Regions from separate parts of the Danio rerio genome. Here regions 1 and 3 are each linked to region 2. A link is a contact called in public Hi-C and HiChIP or PLAC-seq data. All regions are on one chromosome and are shown on one strand. Each heading gives the region's core, a stretch centred on a gene start, on an enhancer-like site or on the middle of the called end of the contact. The rest is flanking DNA. Distances are from core to core; before and after follow the strand shown.

Region 1 (4,363 bases), core at 516-3,015, 240 kb after region 2:
TAAAAATACTAATTCATTGTCATTAGGATTTTTTTTTTATTTTACACTATCAGTAAATACACTTTTTCCCCACAAAATAACAGGTTTAATCTATTTGTCAGAAGGACATTTAGACATTAAAATATTTATTCAAAATGCAATAACATTTAGTTGATCAATTATTGTTGTTGTGTGTTGTTATAGTCTCAGTGACGATGGAACAATTCACTCACGCTTTTGATCTTTTAAAGTTATTTTAAATATTTTAGTAAACACTTTACTTGCAGTTAATATATTTTCTATGTAAAAAAACATCTTTGTACATAAACCAGGATTAATTTGCCTCATATTCAAAACAGCACTAGTACACTAAAACATGGCAACAAACATCAAACATACAGACAATTACATTTGTTGAGAAAAGGCCTAAAATGTGCTGAAAATAAGTGAAAAATAATAAACCTAAGATCCACTCTCACGCATAAAACAACTATTAAAGTATTAGTCATTGTAGCAAAAGTAAAATAAGCACTTTATTTCTGAAAATTTAAATACTAAATACAACTCAATCTCATTTATATTTGTTTTAATTTTGTCACGAGTGTTTGTCATCATTATAAATATAATAAATATATTTGTGTAATCTCTGTTGACAGGCTGATTGGTGCAGTGGCAGCAGTAATGCGGTCGATGTACCGGTCCGTTGTGGTAAAGAAGGAGCAGAGCGAAAAGCAATGCTCTCCACCTGTCAATCTACGTTCCTACTCTCACCTGTGGTCATGAGCTTTGGGTCATGACCGAAAGGACAAGATCTCGAATACAAGCGCTAAAAATGAATTTCCTTCGAAGGGTGGCAGGGCCACTCGTATAGGGTGAAAAGCTCTGACACCCAGGAGGAGCTCTGAGTAGAGCCTCTGCTCCTCCACATCGAGAGAAGTCAGCTGAGGTGGCTCGGGCATCTGTTTTGGATGCCTCCTGGATGCTTAGGAAGGTGTTCCAGGTATGTCCCACCTCGGGGAAGACTCAGGACACGCTGGATTGACTGCTGCCCCCGTGACCCGGCCCTGGAGAAGCAGCAGAAAATGAATGAATATTTGTGTGATTTCTATTTAATGTTAATATTAATTGTGCTTTTTAGATAATTGTTTTACCAGTCAAACATAATAATGCACATATTTCATTTTAGTAGCCTACAAGAAACCCTCCGTTTCAGAATATGGGCATCGTATGCAATAGGCTAACTGTAATTATTACTCATTATGGTCACCATTTTGGATTTAATAGATATATATTTTTTAATGTCTCAAATCTTTTGTATTACTATAATATATATTTTTATTGATTTTCATAAAGAATACACATAAAACAAAATGAAAAAGTGTGTACAACTGATAAACAATTTCAGGGGCAAAAACAATTAAGTATAAAGGTATAAGTTATATAGTTAGGAAAATATTATGAGAATGACATAACAAGACAGTTTTGAGGGCTTTGAAATTGTAGGATGTAAGAAGAGTATTGAGGTAGAAAAATACACAAACAACAGAAAACTAAAGAGGAAATAGGGTTTAGCATCTTGAAAGTTACATTTCTGCAAAAATAATTTTTCAGGAAAAATAAATAAATGTATTAGATAATATTTGTCCTTGCCTTGTTTCTTAAAAGTTATGGCAGCCAAAGAATTAATTATTTTTTTAAATATAAAATATACCATCTTCTTGACCACAATGAAAGGATTCTCGCGGTCGCAGTGACAAAAGCTCAGGCTCTTCTGATTGGTCGAGCTCATAGGTCTCATGACGAGCTCAGCCAATCACGAGGCGATATGCTACAACTTTCGCAGGGAAGCATCGCAACAACGATTTCCTTGTGTTGTGTTTTCACGAAGGAGCTGCTGCTTTTAAATCGAAAACAAACCAGACGACAAAATCCTTCCCTCGCCTCATTTACCTTGCTTTTTAGAGTTTACTGTTATTTCTGGTGTGCTTCTTTGCATCTTGTTTTATTGAGTCTCTGCTCGTGACAGATGAACTAACTGGCTAGATGCTGACTTGCTAGTCAGTTAGCCAGTGTCAAGACTGATCCAGCTGACTGAACTGAACATCATATAAACACGACTGTACCAGATTCGACTCCGAAGAGAAGAAATGTCAATTAACTACATGCCATGTTAAATTGAACAAGCAGTCGGTTCGGAAGCGTTGCTGACATTACGCAGCTACGATTAGCTGGCTAGCTGTTGTTGTACACCATTAATAACCGCTGTCGTTAGTGCTGATCGGATTGAGTTGGAGAAATGGGTTCAATTCTCAGTCGAAGAATCGCTGGTGTTGAAGACATCGACATCCAGGCCAATTCTGCATACAGATATCCTCCAAAATCAGGTAACGTTAAGGCTGATAAAAGCTGCTGTTGGTCTTCTCTTGCATTGTGAGTTAAACACTCATCATCTCAGATAAGTTGGATTAATATCCATAATAATAAATTAGTCAATCAATTGCTGTCAATTGATTCACCAGATGTGATTCTAAAAGTTAAGTCAATTATAGTATGATTAGTAGAGTATAATTCATACAGTGGCTATTAGAGTACATTTGACTAGTATCCAGTAGCAGATGTTGGATTTTAAAATAGACACCTTTAACTACATTAAAATGGCTTATTTGAAGTGAAAATATAAATTAATTACAAATATAAGAATAATTGCACTTACAACCAAGAATATTAGTTTAAGTTGAGCTTTGTTGTTCCGCTGCATGTGTTGACATAAAGTGAAATGACAAGTCGTGTCTCACAGAACCATGGTCCTACATAAATAAAGTACATAAATAATAATGATTTACTTATTAAACAATTATCAATGCATCAATATTACCTCCAGTTATTTTATTAATAATACAGTTAGCGTCAGAATATAAATCTATGTTTTATCATTTTATTTATTCATGTCCCAAACTTAATTTCTAATAATGTTCTTCTCTTAAAAACTAAAACTGAAACGTCAGAGGCTTTTATTGTTATACAAATAGAGGCTTTTATTGTTATACAACTCTTTTATTCACATAATACGAATAACAGTAGTACTTTATATTTATATGTAACATTATGGAATGCTACATAAATTTATGTAAACCCTACTGTCTAATCTGAATGTCAGCTATGATTATTTTATTGTACACAAGGCCAGACAGATTATGCAGTATTTATAGTGTTTTTCTGTTCAAACATTAGGTTAGATGTGTCATATATTGGTTAATTATTGTTTTCTTTTCCCAAGGAAACTATTTTGCCAGCCACTTTTTCATGGGTGGAGAAAAATTTGACACTCCTCATCCCGAGGGTTACCTTTTTGGGGAAAATATGGATCTCAACTTTCTCGGCAACCGTCCAGTGCAGGTACAGTAAAATCAGTGATTCTGACTTTCTGCTTGTAAATATATGAGGACTGCACACAGTCATTCATTCATTCATTTATTTTCAGCTTAGTCCCTTTATTAATGTTGGGTCGCCACAGCGGAATGAACCACCAACTTATCCAGCATATGTTTTACACAGCTGCAACCCTTCACTAGGAAACATCTATACAAACTCATTCACACACACACTACGGATAATATAGCTTATACTACACTTATACTACATGTTTTTGACCTGTGGGGGAAACCGGAGCACCCTGAGGAAACCCACGCGAACACGGGGAGAACCTGCAAACTCCACACAGAAATGCCAACTGACCCAGTTAAGGCTCGAACCAGCAACCTTCTTGCTGTGAGGCGATTGTGTTACCCACTGTGCCAGTGGCGCTGCACACAGTATATTACAAAAAAAAAAAAATCATTAATGTGATATTAGTATATGTGGTGTCTGTTTTAAAGAGAGATGAGATGAAAATGGATTTATTAAAACTAATTTTATTTGCCAATATTTTCTGTGTGACATTCATAGGATGTTTATCCAAATTTGACCAATTTGACTGGGGTCTTGCTACCTTTATACCCACTTCCCTAGTAGGTGCTGTCATGCTGTCATGCTAGACCAGCTCCAAACAACCTAGTTTCTCCGACCAGAGAGTTGAAAATGACAACAACAATCAGAACGTCTGATTTTAATTTCTTCAAGTGTTTTAAAGTCTAAGGGCGCTTTCACACCTACACTTTTTATTCGGAACGTGTCTCGTTTGCCCTGTTAGCGCAGTTCGTTTGGCATATGTGAACAGGGCAATCGCACTCTGTTCCGCGCCAAAGTAATCGCTCCGAGATTGTTTGATTGAGGTGGTCTCGGCTCGATTGAAACGAACCCTGGAGCTGTTCGATTACAGTGAGAAAGCGATCCGATCCGTGCGCGGTTATATCACAGTGTTTTATGGATATGTAATAGGCTTACG
Region 2 (4,726 bases), core at 2,094-4,593:
CTCTGACATGTAAACCTCCTGAAAAGAAGCTCAAGTCAGACCACTTGTTTTCTAGAAGGGAGCTCTGAAAAGGCAAAGTAACTCACTGTGGAGAGCTCAGAGCTCTTTAACTTGTCCTCAAGGTTTTTGAGCTGGTCCTGAGTATCAGCGAGCAGGAACTCCTGTAGTAACCTGAGCTTTTCTTTTACACACTCCTGCACACACACAAAAATTGAAGTCGAGCCACAAACTCAGAAAGCAGAGTTCACCGAATAACTCAACTGTAAGACTTGCAATATTTAGCATGTACTTCACCTATGCCACAAGGGTTGTACCCCAAATTAAAGACTGAAACCACCTTTTTGTCATTAAGCATCAATCCGAGAGTAGGGATGCAATGATAACCGATTTCACTATCAACCGCGGTTTAATTCGTCACTGTTAATTAATCGTAAATGCTTCTCAACACAGAGTTTCTCCATGGAACAAAACTGCTGCAACTAAAAATTATACTAACAGTGCGCTAGTTTAAAGTTCAAGCTTGTACACAAAACGCACGCATACTGGATCAAAGGCTAATTTTCACCATGGCTGAGGAGGATTTTAACTAAGGGCCATTCACATATGCCATCTTTTACATGCACAATTTCCAATAGAGGCACATGGTTTCAGAGCATAACAACACTACTCCCTGACCCGTGGAAAAACCCGAGCACTTCTTCAGAGAGAGTGGGTTATGGACAGTTGCAACACCTCTATTAGTTTATAGGAGTGTTTAATTCCTTCTGGACCCTACTTCAAATGTATTTTGGGCTCATGCAAACCAACAAATATGTTAAAGAAATATTTCACCCAAAAAATGTAAATCACTCCATCATTTACTCACTCCTTAAGCCATACATTCTGCATACGACTCTGACAGTCATGCATAATGTGCATTGTCACCAACACTTGAAGTTGTTAAAAAAATAAGAAATTGTCCCAAGACAAGAGTGGTTATCAGGACAACAGTTTTGGTACAAATTTGAAAGGTTTTTATCCAAAAATCTGTACACTGAGGATGGTGTGAGGGGGAGCAAGTCATGTGTTGATACTTTTTTTGGGTTAACTATTACTTTAAGGGTCTTAAGTTTTTCTTTCTCACCTCTCGCATGTGATCTCACCTGGGTAGATCAAACACTCCGATGTACAGTTCACAACACGCATGATTAATTTTTCCTTGATTTGAATGAGGCAAAAGGCGTTTCCTTCAGCAATCGTTAAAACTTTAGGATTAATCTACATGTATGAAAGCATTTAGGCTTTCCTGTAAATATGACAAACGGGGTAAGTTATTCAGGATGTGGTGAGTTTTCATAGGTTACTAAAAGGCGTTTTCACGTTAAAAGTCTGCTGATCATGATATAGCGATTTTAAGTTGCGTAACGGTTCATTGAAATAATCTGGCAGTGGCTGTTGCTGATTCAACTGGTTTGTTATTTCACACAGCAAATCCAATGACGCAAGTACTGATGATTCTCTCCAGCCAATGAGAGAGCTGCAGTTTTCACATGTCACATTTTGGGTAACAAAATGGCCTACTTGCATCCTTAACTAAGGTGCTAGTAAAATGTGTGACGTACAAATGGCACCATTTTATTATGCATTTTATGTCTTCAAAGTGAATATTTCCTCTTGTTAACTCTTTAACTGCCTGCTTTACCAAATGGTTGACCATATTTTGACATATTTGTTTTAAATAATGACTGTTAAAGTTATTTAAAGAATTGTTTTAAATAATAAAATAATGGTTTACGCACAGCATTGCTGGTTTACAAAACAAAATAATCAATCCTGTTGCAATAATACACTATTTTATTGTAGAAAAAAAAAACAACAACAACAACAACAACAACTAAAAACACATTAAATGAGAATCTGAAATAGTTTATGGCATCCTTCTAAAAAGTAATTTAGTATTCAAAGTTTTATTTTGACTGTTTTTAAATAAAATGGTCTTGCACCATGTTTTCTAATTATTTTTTTTAAATAGTATTTCATGTAATTATTCCGATAGTTTTACCATAAACTGACATTAACCATTTGGTAGAGGTTGATGTTTTCGAAATTATGGGATGTGTTGAAAGATAGGACTGTGTTTGTCTACTAGCGACATTGGGAGATAAGAAATGCAATAAAAAAAAAAATCTTGGTGAGGCAATTAAAAAAAAAAAAGCACTCTCAGAACTTTCAGTGAAGGCATTAGTCTTACTACTTGAACAAAATAGCCTTGAAAAAGAGCACAAGTATACAAACTGAAACTCTTATTAATGATTCATGTTGTAAACTGTATATCAAAAGCCTCTTTACAAAACTGTTTATACAGTTTAAAAGGCCAACAGTTTAAGAAAGCCTTTTGCCAGATGCACAACAACTACACGGTTAAACTGTACATTCTGAATGAAAGGGATTGTGTTATTTTGTGTTAGTGTGGACATGCAATAAGTAACCACCTAATTTCATTTGAACTCATACGCAGTAACGTAAATGTTTACCTCATCTGACAAACTGTCTCCACCTTCATCCAACACCTGAAGCCTAGAAAAATAAACAAACATCCAATTAGCATTGCACAATCACCACTTCAAGTATAAATAACATTTAATAAACGTTGATAAATCCAAAATTTATTGAACTGGACGCATTCATCTCAACACATTGTTGGACAACGCGAGTAAACAAACACGCATGGACAGACCAGATTCACGAAAACCACTTCAGATAATCGTGTCTTTAAGAAAGTACACAGAATTCATTAGTATTTCGTGGGTATAACTGTAATGACTCGTGCAGTGATTGAGCAGAGGGAGACAGGAGGCGGGCAGGGCTTCACTAGGACACATGTGTATTTGGCGCCAAATGCAGTCATACTGACACCTGCGAGGCTGTTCGCATCAAAACAATCGCCTGTTTTACCCACGAAACGCGAGCTGGTGGCGGGCAGAACGTTCGTAGCCTGGCTAAATGCTAACAATAATAAAAACACAGCATCTCTTTTCGCTTAAAAATGGCACACATAAACAACCGAACTGCCGTTTTGTGACGTGATCAGTCTGCAGCGCGAAGCGTGTAAAGCCCGCGAATGAGCAAACGACCATCACAGTGGCATTAAAAGCAAATACAGCACCATACCGTTCTTTGACATCCTCTGGCAGAGACAATGAGGTCTTGGTAGGCATTTCAAGTTCGATTTTGATCAAAGGAATTGACTACTTAAAAACACGATTTAAAACAACAACAGATAAAAGCGGGTATTAATATGTGACAGTGCCAACTGCAGCGCGCGCTGGAGAGGCTCAACGGGCTTTATGAATTGTCGCTAGCAGCTGAGAAATACGCGCGGGCCGCCTTTTCGCGCGGAAACGCGGGTGAGTCGGACGCTACCATTCATTTAAAGCACGGGGATGGACGGTGTCAAAGAAGTTGTGCGTTTGTGTTTCGTTTTAAAATAAATCAGTGAGAGTGTTGTGAGTGTATCTGGGTCTAATTCGGTTTATTAAATGTATACGTTAAGGGTAAAGGAATAACAAATATTAAGCTCATTTCAAGGTTTATTTTCATGTTCACCCCTTAGGAGATTCAACCATTACGGGATGTACCACATTTGCTTTGCCTCAGGGGTGCATATTTGCCCATGAATTTCATTACCTCCTTTTTTTTATTTTTTTAAAGCACATAAAGTAGTGTTGACATGTATACAATTAACAAAAGATCAACAATTAACGTTGTTAACTGAAAGATAACTTCGAAAAGAGAAAGAAAAATAAAAGATATGAATTCATTAACGCTTCCTGTTGAAATATTTAGCTCCTCCTGCGAGTCTGCGACAACAAAACTGTGACATAGTTCAAAATAAGTTAATACATTTATTTATGCAATAGAGACACTTAAACAACAACAACGAATGATAAATAAATGCAGTAAACAGGCATGTCAAATAGAAAAAATATCCTAATGGTCTACTTTGAATGCTTTATATGACTTAAACGAAATTTTTATTTTAGACTAGTCACACCTTTTCTGTCACCACCCATATCTTTCTTTAGGCCAAACAGGGGCCTGTACCATGAAGCCAGATTAGCTGGCTAGCTAGTTAAGTTTCAGTTCTACTTACAATTATAGAATATTATAATAGAATATTTCCCTATTCCTGTAAAAAGAAAAGAGATTTTCTAAGGCGGACACTATTGAAGTAAGAAATAGATACCTGTCACTTCCCTTGTTACCTAAAATGAAAGAAGAACACTTCAAAACAATTAATGGCATTTATCCATGTAATGAGTTTTCTAGAATTCTAGACAGTAATGCTTGCATTTTCCGCTTGAAAGTGTGTGTGTGTGTGTGTGTGTGTGTGTGTATATATATATATATATATATATATATATATATATATATATATATATATATATATATATATATATATATATATATATATATGTATGTATGTATGTATGTATGTATGTATGTGTATATATATATATATATATATATATATATATATATATATATATACAGTTGTACTATTTTAAAATCCTTTTGGGACAGATTATATAGGGGGTCGATAACAAAAAAAATGTAATACCTGTTTTTGGCTATCACATTGTGAAATTTGATATTTTTATGAAAAACAAAGAAATTAAATTTTTGTGCAATTATATGTTGATTGTAGCAAAATTTTCTATTCACAAATGTAGATTTGATAAAGCTT
Region 3 (4,458 bases), core at 1,951-4,450, 140 kb after region 2:
TTATTTAATGTTTAAAATGCAAATCCAACTAGATTCACTTTATTCGGTTACACAAAGCAAGTCTCTCAAATAATATATCTACTAAAAGAAAAATAATAATGTACAAACTCCACAGTACATAAATCAGATGAGCATTTTCACATTAGTCAATAATATTACTTTAATTTAAAAACTGAATAAATATAAATTTACACAAATTTACTCAAGTAAATAAACAGAATTAATGATGGACAAAAAAATCTGCGGAAATCTGCGGAAAATCTGTGGAGTTCTGCGTGCCCCATAAGAATTTGCAGATATTTTTTGCTATTTCTGAGCAGAATTTTGGTAAAAATCTGCAGATTTATGCAGAATGCTTTTGAGAGTATTATAACTAAAACCTTAATATATGAAATAAAAAGTAATACCATATTAACTTGTATTTAATGTTTACAATGCAAATCCAATTAGATCCACTTGATTTGGTAAACAAAGCAAGTCTCCCATATAATATATCTACTAAAAGACAGAAAATGTTACTCTACAAACTGTATTGTACATAAATCATATAAATATGTTCATATTAGTTAATAATATTACTGAAATTAATTTGAAAGCCGAATAAATATTAATTTACACACATTTACACAAGTAAATAAACAGAATCAATGATGGACTAAAATCTGCGAAATTCTGTGCGGGCAGATTCCGTGTGGGTCTACTTATTAGTTATATCCACCACTGCTTATTTTGAAAATGGTAATCAACATTTTAGCTAAATGCAGATCATTTCATGCCATTGGTAACTGAAAATGCTGTAAAATCATTACCAATACCGGGCCTTTGTTCTCAATAGTAGACTATATTCTAGCACCTCTCTTGCTAGTGTGATCTCTTGTAGAAACTGGGAGGAATGTTCTCTTGATCTGTGTAATCTATCCTGCTGTCTCAACGCATTCCACACTCCCCCCTCAGATATAAAACACTCCGTGGCATCCAAAGAAAATGCACAAAGTTATGTTGCAAGTCTCTTCAGATTTCACATGCTGCTTGATAAAATAGGAGCCTCATCAGGTAATATTACATTTACATTTAGTCATTTAGCAGACGCTTTTATCCAAAGCGACTTACAAATGAGGACAAGGAAGCAATTTACACAACTAAGAGCAACAATGAATAAGTGCTATAGGCAAGTTTCAGGTCTGTAAAGTCTAAGATGGGAAGTATTAGTAGTATTAGTATTTTTTATTTTTTTTGTACAGTTAGTGTGATATTCAAAGAGGCAATTGCAGATTAGGAAGTGAAGTGGAGACTTCATATATGAAATAAATGAAATATTAATATATAAATGAAATATTAATATATAAAACAAATGATCAAGTTAAGAAAAACAAAAGACAGAAAAGACAAAGTGCAAATCTGCTTCTTAGCATAGTTATTAAGTTCCCCCTGTCCACTAAAATACACAGGGAGTTTTGTTCTTCAGTGAGAACCTGATACTTCACTCCCACAATCTCAGATACTTCACTGCTTCCTGGCTTCTTATCAGCTTCTCACTGAGTTTCCTTTATTTCCTGATCCTTGTGGGTCATTATTTTATTCACATATTCTTAGGAATTAATCAGAACTTGTTGAATAATTAATTGATTTTTTATTTATGCTTTATTATGAGTTTATTATTAGATTGTTTGTAAATTATGCAGACGGTAAATCAGTTAACACTGAAGCTGTTATCGGGCCAACACTGATTAACACCATTAACTGTCATTCCTCATTTCCAGCATATGATAAATGCCTGTAATTCATGAATGGTTTGGAATACAAGGTTGGTCTTTTTATATATATATGAACAGGACGCTGAGCAGAGCATTGATATAGCATTTGTGTTTTAAAAAATTGGACAAGTTAAAGAAAGTTTATATTTTTCATTCATTCATTTTCTTGTTGGCTTAGTCCCTTAATAAATCCGGGTCGCCACAGCAGAATAAACCAACTTGTCCAGCACGTTTTAGCGCAGCGGATGCCCTTTCAGCCGCAACCCATCTCTGGGAAACATCACCATCCAGACTCACACACACACACACACTATGGACAATTTAGCCAACCCAATTCACCTGTACCGCATGTCTTTGGACTGTGGGGGAAACCGGAGTATCCAGAGGAAACCCACGCGAATGCAGGGAGAACATGCTAACTCCACACAGAAATGTCAACTGAGCCGAGGTTTGAACCAGCAACCTTCTGAGGCGACAGCACTACCTACTGGGCCACTGCGCCTAAGTGTTAATTTGTAATAAGTAAGCATTTTGTTCTTGGTGTCAGCAAACAAAACTAGTTTAGGCAATGGTGCATTTAGGGATTTGAAAGTGGTGAGCAATTCCAGCCTTTTTCATTGTATTTCTATTTGTTAATTTATTATTTTACTTTCTTTTTCTTTAATCATTCAGTCTTCTTTTCCACATTTTTTATCTTAAAGTGATCTCTACGTTGTAAATAATTAGTTTTTATCTGAAATTACGTTGATTTACAACAAAAAATAATGAATGCAATGAACTTAATTTTTAATAATCTGATTTGGTTGCTGAAATGCTTCATGATTTGGGGTGGGAGACACATTTACACGGATGTAATAATTATGTTTTTGTTCGAAACTTCTATTTGGGTTTCACGATGGCTCAGTGGTTGGCACTGTTGCCTCACAGCAAGAAGGTCGCTGGTTCAACTCTCGGCTGGGCCAGTTGGCGTTTCTGTATGGAGTTTGCATGTTGGCTTTGGTTTCTTCCAGGTGCTCCCGTTTTCCTCACAGTCCAAAGGCAGTATAGGTGGACTGCGATGTAGGTGAATTGAATAAACTAAATTGGCAATTGTTTATGGGTGTTTGTGTGAATGTGAGAATGGATGGGTGTTTCCCAGTAGGTTGCAGCTGGAAGGGCATCTGGCTGTGTAAGACATGCTGGATAAGTTGGCGATTCAATGACCAAATGTAAACCATATCGTTTGAGTTTGCCCATATTTTACCAAATTTGGAATTAAATAAACCAGCATTTTTAGTGTAAGTTATTCGTTGTGTAGTAGTGTAGTAATTAGTGAACTATCCTCTTCATGACAAATCATAAGCTTTGCTGAATTTCTGGTGATTTCCAGTGTGACGGTGGGTCATGTGAATGTAAAACTGGAAGTGAAATACCGTGAAATAAGAAGGAGCTACGGAGTTTTAGTTTAGTCAGTTGCTGCTCCCCTAAGAGTACGGGACATTCCAGTAATCTTCATTACAGCTCGTCTACACAAGGGAAGGGGCAGTTCCGCTGATTAAACCGCTGCTCACTCTCACTTTTATTCTCTCAGTGGTCGAAGTGTAACCAGATCTACAACAGTGACAGGACAATACTAAAGCCCAGGACTCGAGCTGAACCTAGTTTGAAAATGCAGAAAGGGTCGTTCTTTCTCGGCAAATCTTCACGGATGTCCCATATAGGACTACTCGGAATTTGTTTTCTCTCACTAGTTGCAGGTAACGTTAAGCGCTTTCTAATTGTTTACATTTGCTAGAGAATAACTGCGCCACTTTGTTTTGCATGTTACCGGTTTAACCCGAACAACTGTGGATGAATTTGGAATACAGAAATAACGCTAGTAATCCATAATGGCACTTCATTTGATAGCTTTCACGTCTAACAAAGAGAAAGAGTCTATGTAAGTACCGGACCGAAAGAGAAACTTGGCTGAAAGTCCCGTTAGCCGGTGATGGAGAGAATAGGCGATACATTTACTATCGTGGCTCAGATTTTATATATAGATTAAGTTTATTTACCTGTCTAATTGTGTATTTTAAGCCATGTTGCCATGGTTACACCATCAGGCGAACATGTACACGTCAAGTGAAAATACGATTATTGAAGTTTAAAGCTGGTGGTTTTAGACGCAAAGTTGTGTAGGCTAGGCTGATTTTAACTTTACAGAAGCTGAAAACAAGGTATGTAACGTCGTGTTTTCTCTCCCTCTCTTGTGTTTGGCACCGAACGACTCTGCTCAGTAAATGTTGAAGTCTAAATATTGTCTTCAAATTCCAGAAGGGGGCGCGATACCATTTCATTATAAAAAGTTTCCTTTAGATCCCTTTCGCTTTTTTTATTGCAATTTAGAACACAGATACAAGGGCAATAACATAACATTAAATTGATATCAAAATAAATACGATAAGAAATATAAAAAAATACAATTATTCAAATAGTAGATTTAAGGCTTTAAGATAATTAATATTTTATTGTACACAGGTAAATTACCTTCTATTTTAAAGTGAGTGAAAGTGTTTTCACTGCCCATTTACATTTATGAATAAAAAATGTTCCATATAATGAGCAAATTAGCAATATACCAGGTTTTTAAATCAACAGCATTCTCATAAAAAAAAACTTATCTTTGAATTGCAATTCAATATTCATTCTCTGCTTAACTAAAAAGAAAAAAGCACACCAAAAT

What was found. A called contact is a pair of places that touch in the nucleus more often than the background predicts. HiChIP or PLAC-seq counts read pairs in DNA pulled down with a chosen protein or histone mark.
Region 1: a Hi-C map of hematopoietic stem cells shows a contact between it and region 2, with 3 times the contacts expected there. The contact joins the promoter of mgrn1b here to the promoter of dnmt1 in region 2. A contact is called at or near these places in 3 of 18 Hi-C or Micro-C datasets (caudal fin, hematopoietic stem cells and an unstated tissue) and 3 of 4 datasets of contacts at active chromatin or transcription factors (caudal fin, embryo and gastrula embryo).
Region 3: an H3K4me3 HiChIP or PLAC-seq map of gastrula embryo shows a contact between it and region 2, with 8 times the contacts expected there. The contact joins the promoter of icam3 here to the promoter of dnmt1 in region 2. A contact is called at or near these places in 1 of 18 Hi-C or Micro-C datasets (caudal fin) and 3 of 4 datasets of contacts at active chromatin or transcription factors (caudal fin, embryo and gastrula embryo).

What each region holds. Positions count from the first base shown.
Region 1 is chr3:57,393,725-57,398,087 of GRCz12tu, forward strand. mgrn1b (mahogunin, ring finger 1b) reads left to right here and starts at 1,766. Exons shown (of 16, transcript NM_001144782.1): 1 at 1,766-2,363; 2 at 3,257-3,375. The coding sequence starts at 2,276.
Region 2 is chr3:57,150,040-57,154,765 of GRCz12tu, forward strand. dnmt1 (DNA (cytosine-5-)-methyltransferase 1) reads right to left here and starts at 3,344. Exons shown (of 34, transcript NM_131189.2): 1 at 3,151-3,344; 2 at 2,514-2,556; 3 at 87-194; 4 at 1-18. The coding sequence starts at 3,197.
Region 3 is chr3:57,287,291-57,291,748 of GRCz12tu, forward strand. It overlaps icam3 (intercellular adhesion molecule 3), which reads left to right and starts at 3,201. Exons shown (of 7, transcript XR_012401252.1): 1 at 3,201-3,490.